Linked DNA regions of Zea mays: all the other regions are linked to region 2. A link is a contact called in public Hi-C data. All regions are on one chromosome and are shown on one strand. The core of a region is the stretch at or near the end of the contact, and the rest is flanking DNA. Distances in the headings are between cores, read along the strand shown. Region 1 holds the start of LOC100279992. Region 2 holds the start of LOC103632890 (ABC transporter G family member 11). Region 3 holds the start of LOC100282411.

Region 1 (2,899 bases), core at 40-2,539, 230 kb after region 2:
AGGAAAGCGGAATAGAACCCAACACCGAATTGACCAATGAGTCCATTATCTGCACCAAGGTCTTTGTTCTCCTGGACAAAACAGAGAAAGCAAATTATTATCAACAAAGGAAACAATGAGTTTGTCGTGGAACAGAAAATTAATGTAGCTAAATCGTAAAAACAAGTGCACCTTTAGAGCCTTCAAAAACTTTGAGGTGCCACTTTGTGCAATGGTTCCAAGACAGTCTTTGAGCTCATCTTTAGTCATTCCAATGCCAGTATCTCTGTGTCATTCACAAAATGAGTCTGGATAACGATTTTGATCACATATGATAAATTAAAACGCTGACGACCATGGATTAAAGAACAACTTACGTGATAGTGATTGTCCCCGCCTCTAGGTCGGGTTTAATCCTTATCTCCAACTCACCGCCATCAGCCAACACAGAAGGATCAGTTACGCTGAGGAATCTCAGCTTATCCAGTGCATCACTCGCGTTACTGGATGCAACATAAATTGTGTCGGAAGATCAGGGGGTGTAGGAGTGCAGTTTGTGAATAGCAGCAACCCATCCTTTGTCATAAAAACAAGTCAATTCAATTGATACGCCGAGCAAACGACTGACCTTACAAGCTCACGTAAAAATACTTCCTTGTGGCTGTATAAACTGTGTACAATTAAGTCCATCAAGCGGGTAACCTGCAGAGCAAAGAGAAACGATACATAAACACAGAAGCGTTCAATTGCCGATTCCATGAAGACAAGCAGAATTCTGTTAATCGTGAAACACGAATTTGGCCACAGCACAGCAGAGTGAAACAGCATACTGAATGCAGCATACAAGTGACAATTCATGTGCCCCTATCCCAAATTTCACCAACAACGGGCCAATTTCCCTAGCTCACCTCAGCCTGGTACTCGTACTTCTCGCCGGCCGTCTCCTCCTCGCCGGCAGGCTTCTCAGCGACGGCGGCGTCGCACCTCACCCCGGCCATCCTCCTCCGCCTGGCTGCCTCCCATCTCACCCCTACCGCGCACCTCGCGGAGGCGCCCCTGCCCTGCGGCGCGAGCGCGGCCCGTAACAGACCCCGGCACGACGGGCTCGGGCGCAGCGCGGCCACCGACGACGGCCCCAGGGTCCTGCTCAGCGCCGGCGCCATGAGGTGTGGAATAGATATTGAGCACCGGGGGCAGGCGCTCACGGCTTGTTCCTGCTCGAGCTCGACTGTGGTGATTCGGTGTGACGCTTGGGGAGTGACGAACGGATAAGAGGTACTAGGGTTTATACGGAGGTACAGGGACTGGGAGACATGGGGGTGGGGAGGCGATGCGGGGAGCCCGGAGGCTTCTAGAATCGCGTAGGGCGCACGGGGCTGGCGTGTGTTGTGGTGGGGACGTTGCGTGCGGCATGTGCGCGGCAGGCGGCACGGTTGTGGTGCGCGCGTGGCTGCCGCGGTGGCACCGTCGGATGGGGCACCTCGACGGCGGGATGAAGTCTGAGAGGTTGATCCGTTTTCTTTCAGGGCTTCAGGCAGCGATGTGCCGATGTCGTTAGGGACGGTTGAGCCAAACGAATTTATTAAGGCATGTAGAACCTAGAGACCATATAATGTTTTTTTTAAATACAAGAGATAGTCTTAAGCATCTAGATCATAAAATGCAGTTGAGACAGGAAATATAGAAAGTATGAAAAATCAGGTTCTTCACGAAAAATCTATATTTTGATTTTTTTATTAACCTCCTAAAAATCCTTCAAGAGACGCCAAGTAAATGAGGTTGTACTACCCTAAGGCTAGAAGTTCGTGGGCTGAATACTGAATAACGGCTTGAGCTCGTGGGCGTCATAACGGGCCTATTCCGTGTGCTATATGGGCTGCTTCACTCGAACTTGGACTACCGCTGGGCTCTTATTTGAATCACCTCTCAGTGAGCTCAACAATAGAGGTTCTCATGGACATGGATTCTCCATCACCACGAGAAAAAACTAATTGATCTTGCTGCTCAACAATTATAAATGTTAGATTTGCTTCCTCATCATGGGTTTTCGCCAAAAAGGTGAAAAAAGAAAACAACAAATAATGCTCCCTCCTTCGTATCCTGATATATTTATTTTCTTAAACTTGCATGAAAAATATATTATACAAATTCATATTGAAGATGTATTGTAAAAGATCATATTGAAAACAAACATTTAGGTTAGATATCGAAAACTGAGGGGTGTCAGCGGGATAATACCTATATGAGAATGGATCAGATGCAAACCAAACACTTGGTATAAAAACGTGCAAACCAGCATGTTGGTGGAGCTGGAAGGGTGTATTTAAAAATGTAACAAGGGAGGTGGAAGGGTCGTTTTGAAAGCTAATGCATGGTGAGAGTGTTGTTTTGTAAAATTACCATGACTGCTTGCACGATTTTGCATTAAGTGCTTGGTTTGCACCTGATATGTTCCCTACATATATACATGTGTTCTTTTTGGTGGTTATCACAAGCTTGCCTCCTTCCATAACAAGGCAATATCTCATGTGGTGCTACGACAACATAAAGGGCATGTTTAGATGCCTGTCTCTACCTTGGTTTGCTTAACAAGGCATCAAAACAAATTGTTTGGATGGTTTTGCTTTCACCTTTGTTCTTGGCTTACGCTTTTAGGAATTCCATCACTAACATAAGTGAGCTAAAACTTTGTGGGCTGAACAAGTTTGTTTTCTCTGCTGTTGTGATATCCCACATATCCATCTGATCTCTTGTGGAATATTCTCACCATTGCTTTGTGTCGAACCTTTGCATGCTTCTCACTGTCATAATGTAGTATGTCCATTATACTTAGATTTCATGTTCAAAACTTAGTAAACTGGTTAGACCTTTAGTATTTTTGTCATTCAACTCACCAAATTCATAGAGGGTTAGATGTACT
Region 2 (3,108 bases), core at 62-2,561:
GAACGGATAGAAATTAGAACATTTAAAGTTTCTCTTGAATAAGAACTTAAATAATGTACTTACAAATTTTTTTGGTCTTTAAAATTACTATCCTAAAATTTTGGTAGTAGTGGTGATGGTGATTTAAGCTTTAATTCTCATTGAATTAAGTGGTTCTTGTATACTCATAGAAGAGTTAATTGTTAATTATATTTATTAGCAGAAAACTAATATGAAGCATTTAATATTCTTAGTTGAGATCCTTACCTAAAGTAATATGTATTGATCTTGCATAAAATGAATTAGATATATCCGCTATTGAGTTTTCACCTTACATAGGGCTTGTTTGTTTCGGCTTCTGGCAGCTTCTGGCCACCAAAAGCTGCTGCGGACTGCCAAACACTTAGCTTTTCAGCCAGCTTCTATAAAATTTGTTGGGGGCAAAAATCATCCAAAATCAACATAAACACATAATCGGTTGAGTCATTATAATAGTAGGAATCCATCACTTTCTAGATCATGAGTCCTATGAACAACTTTATCTTCCTCCACACGTAATCGTAATGATACTCAGATTCTCCCCACAGCCAGATTTTCAGAAAATCTGGTCAGAAAAAAGCTGAACCAAACAGAGGGATAGTATCTCCAATTCTCCATCGCTTTTAACTGTGTGCTCGATGACTGAACGGCCTAGTGTCAATGAGCCAAAATGCATTTATACAAAAAGAGGTATATTCGTGATAATTTTTTATATGCACAAAATGTCATCAGCGCTTTGCACAAATCCAAGCCTCCTTCCATTTTCATCAAATTGGACATTTCTCGGGCCTTGGACTCAGTTAGCTGGCCATTTCTCGAGCGTTTCACTAGGGCACCGAGGCTAAGATGGTGTTGGTTTAAATGGAAGAACAGCAATAGAGGCCGTAGGCAAATCACATGGAGATCCATTGTGATAAAAGAGACAAAGAACTATTCGTTGCTTCCATGACTGTTAAAGCAGGCATTGATAACAAATGTCTTTTTTGCACTCAAATTGTTGGTTAAGCGGTCAAGCTCCAAAAATTCTAACGCCCAACATTTTCAACAAATCCATTCAGAAGAAGGTCACAGTTCAGAAGACCCTCAGAAATAATGCTTGAGTGTCTCATTTGCATGGGTGGTTCCAAGGCAGGACAGAGCGGGTGGTAATGTTAATTTTGGCAACACACTTGCCGATCTTTTTTAAAAAAGCAGGTACTGTACGGGTACGTGGGCGGTGGGCGCCACAGAACAACACGATGCCATATACCAGGAAGGTCGCTAGCTAAAGCTCGGTTTGACCGGCGCCTATAGATTTCCGAGGTCTTCCAATCCAGTCCAGCAGATTTTAATCGGTGCCGGCCGCCGGGCCTGCTTTTACCGGCGCCTGTAAGCTCCGTTGCCTATTTAAGCAGCCCCAGCTCGCCACAGTCGTCGCCACCGTGCACCATTCATCTCGCACGCCCACGGCACAAATTAAGCAAGCTAGTCTCTCCAAGGCTTCGCTAGCTAGCTCGCCTGCTGCGACAGCCCACGACGCGCGCGCCGGCCAAGCATTTGGACATGGCGTCCGGGCAGAAGCAGCAGCAGCACCTCCCTAACGTGCCGAGATGGACGCCGAGCCCGCCGCGGCGCCAGGCCCGCGGAGACGCGCACGACGAAGAGGACGCGGAGTCGGCGCTGGGAGCGTCGTCGTCCATGCGCAGCACCGACGAAGCATCGTTCCCCTTCGGCAGCGGCCGCGCGCGCTCGTTCCCGTTCCCGCTGACTCAGCCCTCGCTGGAGATCAGCGTGGTGGCGGCGGCGAACGGGACAGCCGGTAGCGGCGGCGGCGGCGCCGATGGCCCCGTGGCCCGCGAGAAGTCGCTGCGCCGGGCCGACGAAGGCGTGGTGGTATCCTGGGAGGACCTGTGGGTGTCGGCGGCCGGCGGTAATAAGGGCGGCCGCGTGCCCATCCTCTGCGGCCTCAACGGGTACGCGCGCCCCGGCGAGGTGCTCGCCATCATGGGCCCGTCCGGCTGCGGCAAGTCCACGCTTCTAGATGCTTTGGCAGGTACGTATAGGTATAGGAACGTGTGGAGGTCATATATATACTGATATACAAGTAGCCACGTGAATCATTATTCTGAGCGCCTCGCTTGCCTTAGATGCTGTTATGAAGCTAGCACCCCAAATATATCACGTTCATACGCTGATGAAGAAAACTATACTTTCAGCAACTATACTCTGATCCAGACATGAATATAATGATGATGCACACACGGACCTGTTCTTATGGTCCGTGTTTCATATAGTACCATATTTATTTGTTTATTTATACTTATATATGTACACAGGGAGGCTGGGTTCTAACGTGAGCCAGAAGGGAGACATTCTGATCAACGGCCTGAGGCAGAAGCTAGCCTACGGGACATCTGTAAGTGCATGCATGATCATGATCCCACACGTAGTTTGTAAGAGTGTGTGCGCGTTTCGTAAAATTAATCTTTAATTTGATCGTTTTTAGTATTGCATTCATGGGTCGGCGTGATCAATGAACTAATGCGTGTGCGTGCACGAATCATATATATCCATGATCTGATGCATATATATATAATACTATGCATGCTGATGGACACGCGGTATGTGTGATGTGTCGCAGGCGTACGTTACGCAGGAGGACGTGCTGATGACGACGCTGACGGTGCGCGAGGCGGTGCACTACTCGGCGCAGCTGCAGCTGCCGAGCGCGATGGCGGCGCCCGCCAAGCGCGAGCGCGCGGAGGAGACGCTGCGGGAGATGGGGCTGGAGGCCGCGGCGGACACGCGCATCGGCGGGTGGATGCACAAGGGCATCAGCGGCGGGCAGCGCCGCCGCGTGAGCATCTGCATGGAGATCCTCACCCGCCCCGCGCTGCTGTTCCTGGACGAGCCCACCAGCGGCCTCGACAGCGCCGCGTCCTACCACGTGGTCAGCCGCATCGCGCGCCTGGCGAGGCGCGAGGGCATGACCGTGGTCGCCGCCGTGCACCAGCCCAGCACCGAGGTGTACGGCCTCTTCCACGGCCTCTGCCTCCTCGCCTACGGCAGGACCGTCTTCTTCGGCGCCGCCGCCGAGACCAACCAGGTACA
Region 3 (3,034 bases), core at 445-2,944, 250 kb before region 2:
ATGCTGCGCACACGCGAGTGATGCGGTTGGCATTGGCATGGCACCAACCATATTCTGTACTTGCGGACAATCCTCGAATGCCCATTTTGTACGTGAACGTAAGGTTGAACGCGACGCAAGGCTAGTGGCACGAAAAGCGTTCCGAAGAACGCGACATGAAGCTAGAGGTGCCAGGTCCTTGCCCGGCACACGCCGCCTTGGCTGTGGAGCAGCACGAAGCAGCCGTGCCCACAGCGCTGCGCAGCGCTGCGCCGTGGCAGCAAAAGCAATTCGTGGAAAAAAAAACTTTTCTAATTGATATTCTTCATTTCTTCTCTTGTCTTTTATTCACAGTGGATCCTGGAAGCTGTGGGGAGCACCATCAACGCTGGGTTCTGCACTGGAAACGCTGGATTTGGGAGTGCAAACGGCAGACAGAGCTGAGCAGAAAGAAACGCAGGATTTGGACAGGAAACGGCAGACAAAGCGGAAGCGAATGGGAAACGGTAGACCGCATGACAGGTCAAGAGAAACACCATGTGCATCGGTATCGCATATATCTGGTGTTTAAGGCTACTCTCAGTCTGGTTTCACGGTGGTTTCATATACATTTAATCGTACGTTACATTAGAATTTTAGATGATATGACATAATATTTGTTTAATGGATTCTATAAAAGATAAAATTAGTTTGATAGGAATAAAATCATGTCATCTCGTTTACAAAGTTTTGAAAACAGTGTAAAACCCTCGTTTGAAACTTTCATTTAGTGGTTTATTTCATCTTCACATGTTTCACTAAAAGCGTTGGTCATTTAGTTGTAATATTTAATGGTGTATGGTAGTGTACGAAATATTGAAGCGGAATTTTACCCCAGGAGTTATTTTTTTATTCTTAGTTTTATAGCATTTTTTATTTCCAACGTTAGAAATTTTGCATTGAGAATAGCCCAAGTGAACAAAACAAAGCAATGGATCTCGTGCAGGGTGCGGGGGGGAGGCGCGTACCAGGACGACGGCGTCGCGGGCGGCCATGATGACGATGTCGGCGCAGGAGACCACTCCGGGGCAGCGCTCCTCCAGCGCGTCCTTGATCTCGTCGACGACCTCGAACGAGCGCAGGGAGTTGATGTTGGAGAGCGCATCCTTCTCGCCGGGCATCGTCGGCGTGGCGTCCATCAGCACCGAGCCGTCGCACCCCTGCAGCCGCCCCCCGCCACCGGGAAGGAGCAGAAGAGAGAATCCATCGCGTCAGATCGACCGCGCGCGGAGGGAGGGAGGGAGGAAGCCACGTAGCGCAACCGGAGCGAGATCAGATGCGTGGGGCGGGCGGGCGGCTCACGTTGACGAAGCAGTCGTGGAACTGGAGGCGCATGACGGAGGCGACGCTGCGGGCCTCGCGTGCGCGCGCGCGCGCCATGGTCTCACGGACGATGTCCTCGGCCTCCGGGCACGTCTCGGCGTAGTACCCGACCTTGAGCTCCCTCACCGCCGCCTGGCCGCGGCAGAGGGACGCGAGGAGCACGGCGACCAGGGGGAGCCCGAGGCACCCGCGGGGGACCGCCATGGATAGAGAGGGAGGGGTGGGGCACGGACGCGCACGCTCTGGTGGTCCGCGCTGTTCCGAGACGGGGCACACTGCGCTGCACTTCGCCCTCTGCTCTACTCTACTCTGCTCAGCTGTTTGGCAGGCAGTGTACTAGTCGCGTCCGGGTCGCGACTCGCGAGGTCACGGCGGGTAGTAGTTGTTGATAAAAAGGAAGCTGGCCGCTAGCCGATAGCCGCTGGCTGCAGGCCGAGGCCAATGGGCTGTCAGCACGAGGTTGGCGAGGAGGGAGCGGGGGCCGTGCGCGACACGGGGAGCTGTGGCCAGCCAGTGGTGGGCGGACGCCGCCAGCCGCCAGGCCGCGGCCGGCCGAGTCGGGTGCGTCAGCGTTCCTACACCACCAAGACCAAACAGTACACTGTACACCACTAGCACGCGCCGGCCCGGGTCCGACGGCTTCGGTCAAACGGTGTTCACGTTCGTGCGCGCGCGCGCTTCAAAAATATCCGCGCTCCGATCGTGCACCGTGTCGCGGCGGTACACGATGGCACGGCCGGTTATTGGCAGGCAGGGGAGGAGGGAGCATTGACCCGGATTTTTCTTTGCGCGTCTGTGACTGTGTGGACGGAGGACGGACGGTTGTACTCTTTTCTTAGCAAAACTATTTAATACAGAGTATGTCGAGAGTCTCTAAAAGTTATTTAAAAACACAAAAGGCATATTTTTTTGCGAATAATATATCTCTACATGACTCTCTAAGCCTCCATATATAATGTCACTTAACATTATTCATGATCCAAAGAATCATAATTATATCATGTAGTCTATTAGTTATCTCTCGTATTTTAAAGATTGATCCATGGTCTTTAAATTGTATATGCCTGGAATACTTCTCAAGTTTTTTTGGAAATTTGTGAAAATAACGGACAATACTTGTTCTGGTCAAATTTTGGTCAAAGGTGTGAAAGGTGGGAGGCATGAAATGTAACGACTATGTAAAACACCAATTTTCACAGTTTTGTTGTTGTGTGACAAATGGGGTTCGAACATTGATTGTTGACTCCACATTTAAACTCATCTAACGAATATAACATATATATTTTTTATTTTATTAAACCAAAGTCTACCTATATGATATATATAGAAATCCATAGCAATACACAGACATCTAGCTAGTGCTCATAAAGGACTTAAGACCTGTTTGAATGCATTAGTGTTCTAGTGCTACTAGTTAGCTAGCTAAAAAATTACTAGTAAAATTAGCGGACTAACTCGTAGCTGGCTAACTATTAGTTGATTTTAGTCGAGTTGAACCAGCTAATTAACTAATTGGTAGTTGAGGGTAAGCTAATAATTAGATGGACTATTAGCTAGGGGTGTTTGAATGTTTTCAACTAAAAGCAACTTGCGGTGTTTTCGAACCGTGCTCCGATAAGTAATTTTATTGTGTTCGTTTCGGGCTCCATACGATGTGCGTAGTGTGCGTAAGATTTATACTAGTTCGGGCAAA

Evidence for each region. Hi-C and Micro-C count contacts between places; a contact is called where the count stands out from the background.
Region 1: a contact with region 2 is called in a Hi-C map of leaf mesophyll, with 2.6 times the contacts expected there. The contact joins the promoter of LOC100279992 here to the promoter of LOC103632890 in region 2. A contact is called at or near these places in 2 of 25 Hi-C or Micro-C datasets (leaf and leaf mesophyll).
Region 3: a contact with region 2 is called in a Hi-C map of leaf mesophyll, with 2.9 times the contacts expected there. The contact joins the promoter of LOC100282411 here to the promoter of LOC103632890 in region 2. A contact is called at or near these places in 2 of 25 Hi-C or Micro-C datasets (bundle sheath and leaf mesophyll).

Annotation. Positions count from the first base shown.
Region 1 is chr7:135,314,946-135,317,844 of Zm-B73-REFERENCE-NAM-5.0, forward strand. LOC100279992 reads right to left here and starts at 1,290. Exons shown (of 19, transcript NM_001361012.1): 1 at 888-1,290; 2 at 608-681; 3 at 357-482; 4 at 172-265; 5 at 1-71. The coding sequence starts at 1,142.
Region 2 is chr7:135,082,407-135,085,514 of Zm-B73-REFERENCE-NAM-5.0, forward strand. It overlaps LOC103632890 (ABC transporter G family member 11), which reads left to right and starts at 1,312. Exons shown (of 6, transcript XM_020541368.1): 1 at 1,312-2,050; 2 at 2,334-2,413; 3 at 2,639-3,103. The coding sequence starts at 1,561.
Region 3 is chr7:134,829,726-134,832,759 of Zm-B73-REFERENCE-NAM-5.0, forward strand. It overlaps LOC100282411, which reads right to left and starts at 1,695. Exons shown (of 3, transcript NM_001155322.2): 1 at 1,321-1,695; 2 at 987-1,178. The coding sequence starts at 1,545.